2 separate regions of the Sus scrofa genome follow, and region 2 is linked to region 1. Evidence: chromatin contacts called from public HiChIP or PLAC-seq data. All regions are on one chromosome and are shown on one strand. The core of a region is the stretch at or near the end of the contact, and the rest is flanking DNA. Distances in the headings are between cores, read along the strand shown. Region 1 holds the start of SPG20 (spartin). Region 2 holds the start of ALG5 (ALG5, dolichyl-phosphate beta-glucosyltransferase).

What was found. HiChIP or PLAC-seq counts read pairs in DNA pulled down with a chosen protein or histone mark.
Region 2: a contact with region 1 is called in an H3K27ac HiChIP or PLAC-seq map of alveolar macrophages. The contact joins the promoter of ALG5 here to the promoter of SPG20 in region 1. A contact is called at or near these places in 3 of 5 promoter capture datasets (fetal liver, fetal skeletal muscle and liver) and 2 of 2 datasets of contacts at active chromatin or transcription factors (alveolar macrophages and skeletal muscle).

What each region holds. Positions count from the first base shown.
Region 1 is chr11:12,343,992-12,347,836 of Sscrofa11.1, reverse strand. SPG20 (spartin) reads left to right here and starts at 1,611. Exons shown (of 11, transcript XM_021065568.1): 1 at 1,611-1,789. The coding sequence starts at 1,783. LOC110255803 (a long non-coding RNA gene) reads right to left here. Exons shown (of 5, transcript XR_002336656.1): 1 at 2,522-3,845; 2 at 441-736.
Region 2 is chr11:12,813,785-12,817,629 of Sscrofa11.1, reverse strand. It overlaps ALG5 (ALG5, dolichyl-phosphate beta-glucosyltransferase), which reads left to right and starts at 1,661. Exons shown (of 10, transcript NM_001244320.2): 1 at 1,661-1,753. The coding sequence starts at 1,688. It overlaps EXOSC8 (exosome complex component RRP43), which reads right to left and starts at 549. Exons shown (of 11, transcript XM_021065264.1): 1 at 484-549. The coding sequence starts at 500.

The sequences.
Region 1 (3,845 bases), core at 362-2,861:
AGCAGCATCATATGATTTTTTTGAACCAAGTGAAATGAAAACATGTCTACACAATCCAACTGCATCATATAATTCATCTGTGAATAACTTCCTTTTTTTTGGCCTCACCCTTGGCATGTGGAATTTCCCGGGCCAGGGAGTGAACCTGAGCCACAGCTGTTACTCAAGCAACTGCAGTGACAACGTCAGATCCTTAACCCCAGCACCTCTCCACATTCTTGTACAACACTTGTTAGTGTCTTTTTATTGCAACCTTTCTAGAGGGTAATGATATCTCATTGTGTTTATTTGAACTTCTCTAAAGACTGATGACATTGAGAATCTTTTCATCTGCTTTCTGAACCATTATTATATTTTTGGAGAAATGTCTTTTCAAATTCTTTGCCTGTATATATACTATAATTATTATATTATAATTAATATAAAATTAGATTAATTACCTTGTTAATTATTAGGTTTTAAGGGATACACACACACACACACACACACACACACACACACATATAGTTGTTGTTGTTGCTGTTTTGTTTTCCTTCTTCTTTTTGGCCACCCCACAGCATATGGAGTTCCTGGGCCAGGGATCAGATGGGAGCCACAGGTGCAACTTAAGCCGCAGCTGTGGCAACACTGGATTTTTAACCTACTGTGCTGCACCAGGATCACACCTGCATTTCAGGGCTCCCAAGCCGCAGTTGATCCCTTTGTGCCACAGCAAGAACTCCTGTTCTTTATATATCTGAAATACAAGTAAAATGTGGTGATTTGAAAATACATTCTCATAGTCTGTAGGTTGTATTTTCTTTTTTTTTTTTTTTTTTTGGTCTTTTTCGGGCTATATCTGGTGGCATATGGAAGTTCCTAGGCTAGGAGTTGAATCGGAGCTGCAGCTGCCAGCCTACACCACAGCCACAGCAATACAGATCCAAGGCACATCTGCGACCTACTCTGAAGGTCATGGCAACACAGGATCCTTAACCCACTGAGCAAGACGAGGTATCAAACCTGCGTCCTCATGGATGCTAGTCAGATTGGTTTCCACTGAGCCACAATGGAACTCCTGAGCTTGTTTTTTTTGTTTGTTTTTGTTTTTAATTTAAAAACAATAGAATATCAAAAGATTACTGCTAAGCACAAAGAAAAGACATTTAAAGTTTCTGATGTTAGTGCTTTTCTATGTATGAGATGATAGATGAGTCTGAGCTCATTATTCCTTAGCTATGCATATTAACTACCTAGGGCCAGTAGCCAAAGCGCAAACCACTTTGCGTTTTTCTCCGTTCTGAACTGGATCCTCTCCGGGCTCTTGTGGGCGCTGGCTTGATTCTTGCAGAACTGGAAAAGCAGGCTACATGCCTGTCCACACATCTATAGTATTTTACTAATTTCAAATAACTTTAGAAGAAACGGAGAATATGTACACTTTGATTTTCCCCTTTTAGCTTCCCATAATCATAAATGGTATTAGCCACTTGCTATTTATCCTTAGGCGTCAGGAATTTAATATTTTTTAGCCTTCCGGCCCTCAAGGCTCCCCCTAGCCGCCACAGCGCTCTCCGCCCACCACTCTCGCCCTGTCCCTCCTGCAGCCTGGGGTCGGGGAAGGAAAGACATTGCGCAAGCGCGAGGGCTGTCGACGTGGCCGGGAGACCCTGGTTGGGGTCCGCGCTGAGCCCGCTGGCTCACGTGGTTCTCCCCGGGCCTGCTGCCCTCGCTCTTTTCTCCTCTCGGAGTTTTACAGTGACTCTGGGGTTCGAGGTGGACTGACGTCTCCCCAGAGACCACATGGAAGGTCAGAGTGGACAGAACTTGGGGGCGGGGGCACGCGGTGACAGGCCCCAGGGGCAGAGGCCCCAGTGGGCGTCACGTGAAGGCCCAGCTGCGGGGGCCGTGCGCTCGCGCTCAGGTCACGCGGGAGCCGGCGGGCGGGGCGGCGCGGGCGCGTGACGTGGCGCGCTCCGCAGCGCGCGGCTCCGAACGCTTTGTCAGTGCGGGCGTGCGGGCGCGCGCCTGCGGGGCGCCGAGAACTTTGGGCAACTCCGCAGATCGCTTGGCGGCCGCGCCGCGTCGGAGGGAGAGGGCCGTGGGCTGCGGCCGCCAGGCGGGGAACTCTGCTGGCGGCGCCGAGGCGCCCGAGGCCTGTCAGGCACAGGTGGGCGGCGGCCGGCGGGAGGAAGTCGCCGCTGAGCGGGACCCCAAGGCGGGCGGGTGGCGGGAGCGCCCAGGGCCCGCGGGCTGGAGGGCCCAGAAGGGCGGAGAAGGCTGCGGGACCTCATCCAAGTCTCAGATGAAACTTTCGTGGAAGGGAGCTACTGTGGGAGAGACTAGTTTAAGCTGTTCGTTGTCAGCCCCCAGCTTCTGTATTTACGGAACCGTCAGCTCCGTAGGACGCCCCCCCCCCCACCGCCCCGCTTCCTATTTACTGTTGGGATGGAGAGCGCTGCCTTCCCCGTGGATCTGCGTCCTCCTACCTGAGCTTCTGTGTTGACCCTTTCTGCTGTTCTGCCCCCGCTGTTTTCCCTACCTTGGAAAACCGCAGCGATTATTCAGCCTCTCCTAGCGCTTCCAGCTTTCGTGGAAGTTCGGCAGCCTTTCGTTACAGAAAGGTCAACAACTTCGGGAATGGATAGCGCGCGATTTTACTCTTTCGAATACGGTCGTTCACGTTTGTTAGGGGCTGAGCACTGCAGAGGTTGCCTCCGATTTACTCTGTGTCTAGGAAAAGTTTCGCTGGGAGTGCGCAGTTTCGTGACTCGGCATTATTGCGTTACTCTAGGATTGGCCCAGTTTTCCGCTCTGTAGTTGTAATTAACTGCTTTACTCTTTGTCTGGAGGTCACTCGGTATTCGCTTTATTGTGTTGTTAATTGAATGAGTGTGCCGTCCAGATTGTTGTTGCCTGTGAAATACGGGCCCTAGGTACTTAGGAATTCAACAGTTTTCTTTGAAATTTTCAAAAGCAGAACAAACGGAAAGGCGAAAGGGCACCTTAAGAATGTCCCCGATTATAAATGGAGCTATTTTTTGATTCTCTCTCTTTTACAGTAACGGACCTCGTTTGGTAACTTTATATGAAACCTGTTTGAAACAGGAAGCTTTTCTCTTACAGGTGTTGTCTCTTACCTCTGGGGTTTTCTGAAATGTCACTGTGCATAGTTCCTCTAGCAAGCCAGAATAGGGTGGGATGCTACGGGAGGCAGTGACAGTTACATAGAGGTGTTGGAGGGAAATTACCTCTTGCTTTTGCTTTTTCTTTCTTTTTTTTTTTTTTTTTTTTTTTGTAAAGGGCCAGATAGGCGGGCTTTAGAATACCTTTTGCTCCTCCTTCTAGGATGATAAAAGTCTGTGTTGTTAAAAACTACTTATGATAATGCCCGGTAGCATGATTGTTATTATTTATGGTATTGAACTAAGTTGCCAAGTGTTTGGTTCAGAATTTTACCTTTGCTCAGTATTTTTTAAAGTGCGTTCGCACGCACACACGGTTATGTTTGAAACAAATACATTTTACTTCTTTTATTAGAACGTTTAAAAACTGTGCGTTTGGTATCTGGAATCAGGTTTTTGTGATTTAAGGTGATTATAGTGGTGTAGGTACTTTTTAATACTTCAAATTGTCATTTCAAAGACTTTCTGTTGTCAACTTTAAAAATTAAAGCGTGAAATCATGTAATAATGGTTACTATCTTTACAAGATATTTGATAAACACTTTATTATGGTTAGGATAAGATAGATATTGTGGGTTTTTTCTTTGTTTTTAAGTCACCATCCTCTTATCCCTATCCCTGTGAAATGCATCTTCTCAGAATAAAGCAAACCCCAGAACAATCACAAAATTGAAATATATT
Region 2 (3,845 bases), core at 412-2,911, 470 kb before region 1:
AATTCCATTTCTTTTATCCACTTAAAACTAGACTCTGAAAAGAAAAATGTATAGGCTTCTCCAGAGTGGCACTAAAAACACCTAAAACCTTCCGAGTAAGGCACAAAAGCTTTCAAAAGTAAACTACGGAAGACTGAGAGAGAGAGAGAGCAGGGTGGCATGTGGCCCGGGCGGAACACTTTTTAGGAGATTCCCAACGTCTCCTGGGCTGCATGTCGCTACACACCAAGCCAGAGCGCTTGCAGCGCTTGCAGCGCTTGCAACGCCACACAGTCCTTCCAGCACAGCCTCACTGGGGGAGGACGCCCCCGTTCCTTTCACTACGACCCCCTCCAGTCCTCCCGCCCGTCGCCTACTTCCGTGATGGAAGGAAGTGGGCGTCCGGTGGGATGGTCTCTCGGTGAGAAAAATCCCACCTAAAGAGTAAATGAAGCTGCAATCCGCTAGGATACGAACTCCCGCCCGCCGTGCAGCCACACTCACTTGAACCCGGCCGCCATCTTCCCGCCCGCGCGCCTGCGCCTGCGCCTGCGCCTGCGCCTGCGCCTGGGTATCGCCTCACCTCTGGCCCGCGCAGCTGCTCCGCCGCGGCACTTTCAACACTGATGTTTGTTTGTGCCTTTCTGCTGCCTGGTATCTGGAAGGCAGAGTACAATGGGGGAGAGCTAAGCCAGGCGGGGCGGGGATTGTTTCCTGCATGCCTTCCCTTCGACCGCCACTAGCCAGACGCCCTTCAAGGTTTCCTTGCTTTTGGCGTGTTTTGACGAATCGGCTATTAGAGAAGTGACCAGTGTCTGTTTAGAAACTGTGGTAGTTCAAGACTCAGGAGAAAACCTACCTTACATCAGAGGATCAAGTATTTGAGTGTGGAGCATTACTCCAGTGTTTCAGCATCCTTTTCCCGCCCCCTTCTTGACTGGGCCCTGGGCTTGCCTCCTCCCAGGTAAAGTCCTCCCTGCTCCAGCACGGAAGAATCACCTAAATTTTCTGCTCGCTCCTTATCCGCACCAAGCAACCTGACCGGGCTCCAAAGGAGCAGTTTTGTTGTAGACTGTGTCATGGTTCAAGACCTACACCTCCCTCTTAGATAGGGTTGCCAGATAAAATACAGGGCATCCAACTCAATTTGAATGTCAGATAAAGAGTAGTTTGTTACTGTGGGTACAAGAAAAAATTTTCACTTGATTAGTTGCTACCAGAAGCTGGGGAATAACTGGGAAAGTTTTAGAAATAGTGACGATGGTTGAAAGAAATTGTAAATGCAATTAATGTCGTTGTAGTGTACACGTAAAGTGTATAGAGTGCCAAATTTTATGTTTTACATTATCAGAGTTTGAAAAAATTAATGTGTGGATTGTATGGTATGTGAGTTGTATTTTAATAATGCTGTTAAATAAAACGATTCGTTGCTTATCTGAAATTCAAATTAAATGGATATCCTGTACTTTTATTTGTTAAATCTGGCAACCCTGCTACTGTGGAACTGAGTGAGCGCCTGCCCCTCGCAAGGACTGAGCGTCTCTCACACCGCTAAGTATTCCTCGCCTCGCCGCGCGGCGGCGCTGTGGGCGGCGGGCGCCCGACCGGCGCGGCCTCTCTGCGGGCGGGAGGCGGGGCCCGCGGCTGCACTTCCGCGTGTGTGTAGGCGCTGCAGAGGGCGGGCGGCGGCGGCCTCTGGGCATGGAGTATGGTTCCGCTCCTGCTGCAGTTGGCCGTGCTTGGCGCGGGGCTGGCGGCCGCAGCCCTAATTCTGGTGAGGAGAGGGGTTGGGGACCGACGCGGGTGCGGGTGGAGACTCGGCCCCCAGGCATCCTCTCCTCCGCACTGCCGGTTCTTCGACGTGTCCCTTGAACCATGCTTCACCTAAGCTCCGACCCCAGAATTTCTTCTGCTAGAATTTTACGCATCTTTCTAACGTTCTTTATTTTTATCTTGGAGCTTTATTTCCCTGCGTGTCCAGAGCCTAGAACTTGGGTTCACTGGGCCATGCCCACCCTGTCTTCTTTCGCCCCCTAGTCTCCGGACCCTCTGCCGCCCGCCGCGTCTGTCCCGACCTCTCCAGCATTTCCTCCCGGCCTTGCAGTCGCTGCAGTTCTGGCCCCACCAGGGAGGTCTTGAGCCCCCAGATGTTTGCTTTGCAGGCTCTCCCTTCCCGATGTAGATAAGGAAATAGAAAGTGGTGGCAGCACTGACAAGTGCCATCTGTTACGGGATTGGTTAGACTCGTGCATTAAGGAGACCCACTGGGGTCACAGGAATACCTAGACAAGGCCAGTGTTACCATATGCTGGGGGTCAATATGTCCCAGAATTCAACACCTTAAGTTTGCTGCCTCTAAATGAGGCAACACAGTAGAACTTAAGCTCGGATTTTCTTTGCCATTACGGTGGAAACACAGAATCATTGTAACACTTGCTGATCCAAAAGTAGTAGAAAAGTTGCCAAGTGAACTTTCTCCCATGTGTTTTGGAATGGGTCTGTCATCTAGTTAGTAAATGGAGTAGAAAAAGCGTCAAGTGAATTACTCTACCACCCCGCCCCAACTCTCTGGCACCTAGTTAGTGAATGGAGAGGTTCCTGCTTCCTTGACTTTGAAGTTGGCAGCCTAGATAGCATTGCTAGGAAGGCCACTTTGCCATCTTGCCAGAATTTTACAGCTTAAAAGTAGTTTAGAGAAACAGCAATATATCCTGACTTCTTCAGTGTTTGTGTGTTTGGGTGGGAAAGGAATCCTCTTTGCCCTTAGTATATGGACATTTGGGGAGTCGGGGGAGGTTAGCTTTAGGATGGGGCAGAGTTTGACAGAATCCTAAATTGAATCTGCCTAATGTTGACTCTTGCACGTATTTAAATGTGTATGTTATGAGATTGTCTTGGAAATACTTTAAAAAAAACACTTTATTTTATTAAAGTATAGTTGATTTACAATGTTGTGCCTATTTCTGCTGTACAGCAGAGTGACCCAGTCATATATATATGTAATATATTTATATATATATATATTCCTTTTCTTATATTATCTTCCATCATGGTCTATCCCAAGAGACTGGATATAGTTCCCTGTGCTATACAGTAGGACCTCATTGCTTATCCGTTCTAAATGTAATAGTTTCTGTCTCTAACCCTAAACTCCCAGTCCATCCCACTCCCTCTCCCTCCTCCTTGGCAACCACAAGTCTGTTCTCTAAGTCTGTGAGTCTGTTTCTGTTTTATAGATCGGTTCATGTGTGCCATGTTTTAGATTCTACATATTGGTGATATTATATGGTATTTATCTTTCTCATTCTGACTTAGTATGATAATTTCTAGTTGCATCCATGTTGCTGTAAATGATATTATTTCATTCCTTTTTATGGCTGAGTAGTATTCCATTGTATATATGTACCACATCTTCTTAATCCATTCATCCATCAATGGACATTTAGGTTGTTTCCATGTCTTGGCTATTGTGAATAGTGCTGCTATGAACATAGGGGTGCATGTATCTTTTTGAATTATAGTTTTGTCTGGATATACACATACACCCATGTCCTGGAAGTATTTGTTCTATTGGCTTGAAGTGGTTAGAAGAGCTACCATTTATTGAGTATTTAACAGGGATTATCTCATTTGGTCTTTAAAACAACACAGACATAAGTGTTATCATCATTTGTTTTATTTTACTGATGAGGAAGCTGATGTTGGCAAGATGAGCTCCTGTGTGCAAGTGTTACCCAAATAGGTTTTTTTTTTAAAGCCAGAGGAGAAAATTATTACAAAACACACTGATCTTGTTACGTGTGTGTGTGTGTGTGTGTGTGTGTGTGTGTGTTGTTTCCTCACCCCGCTTCCTTTCTGAATCAATT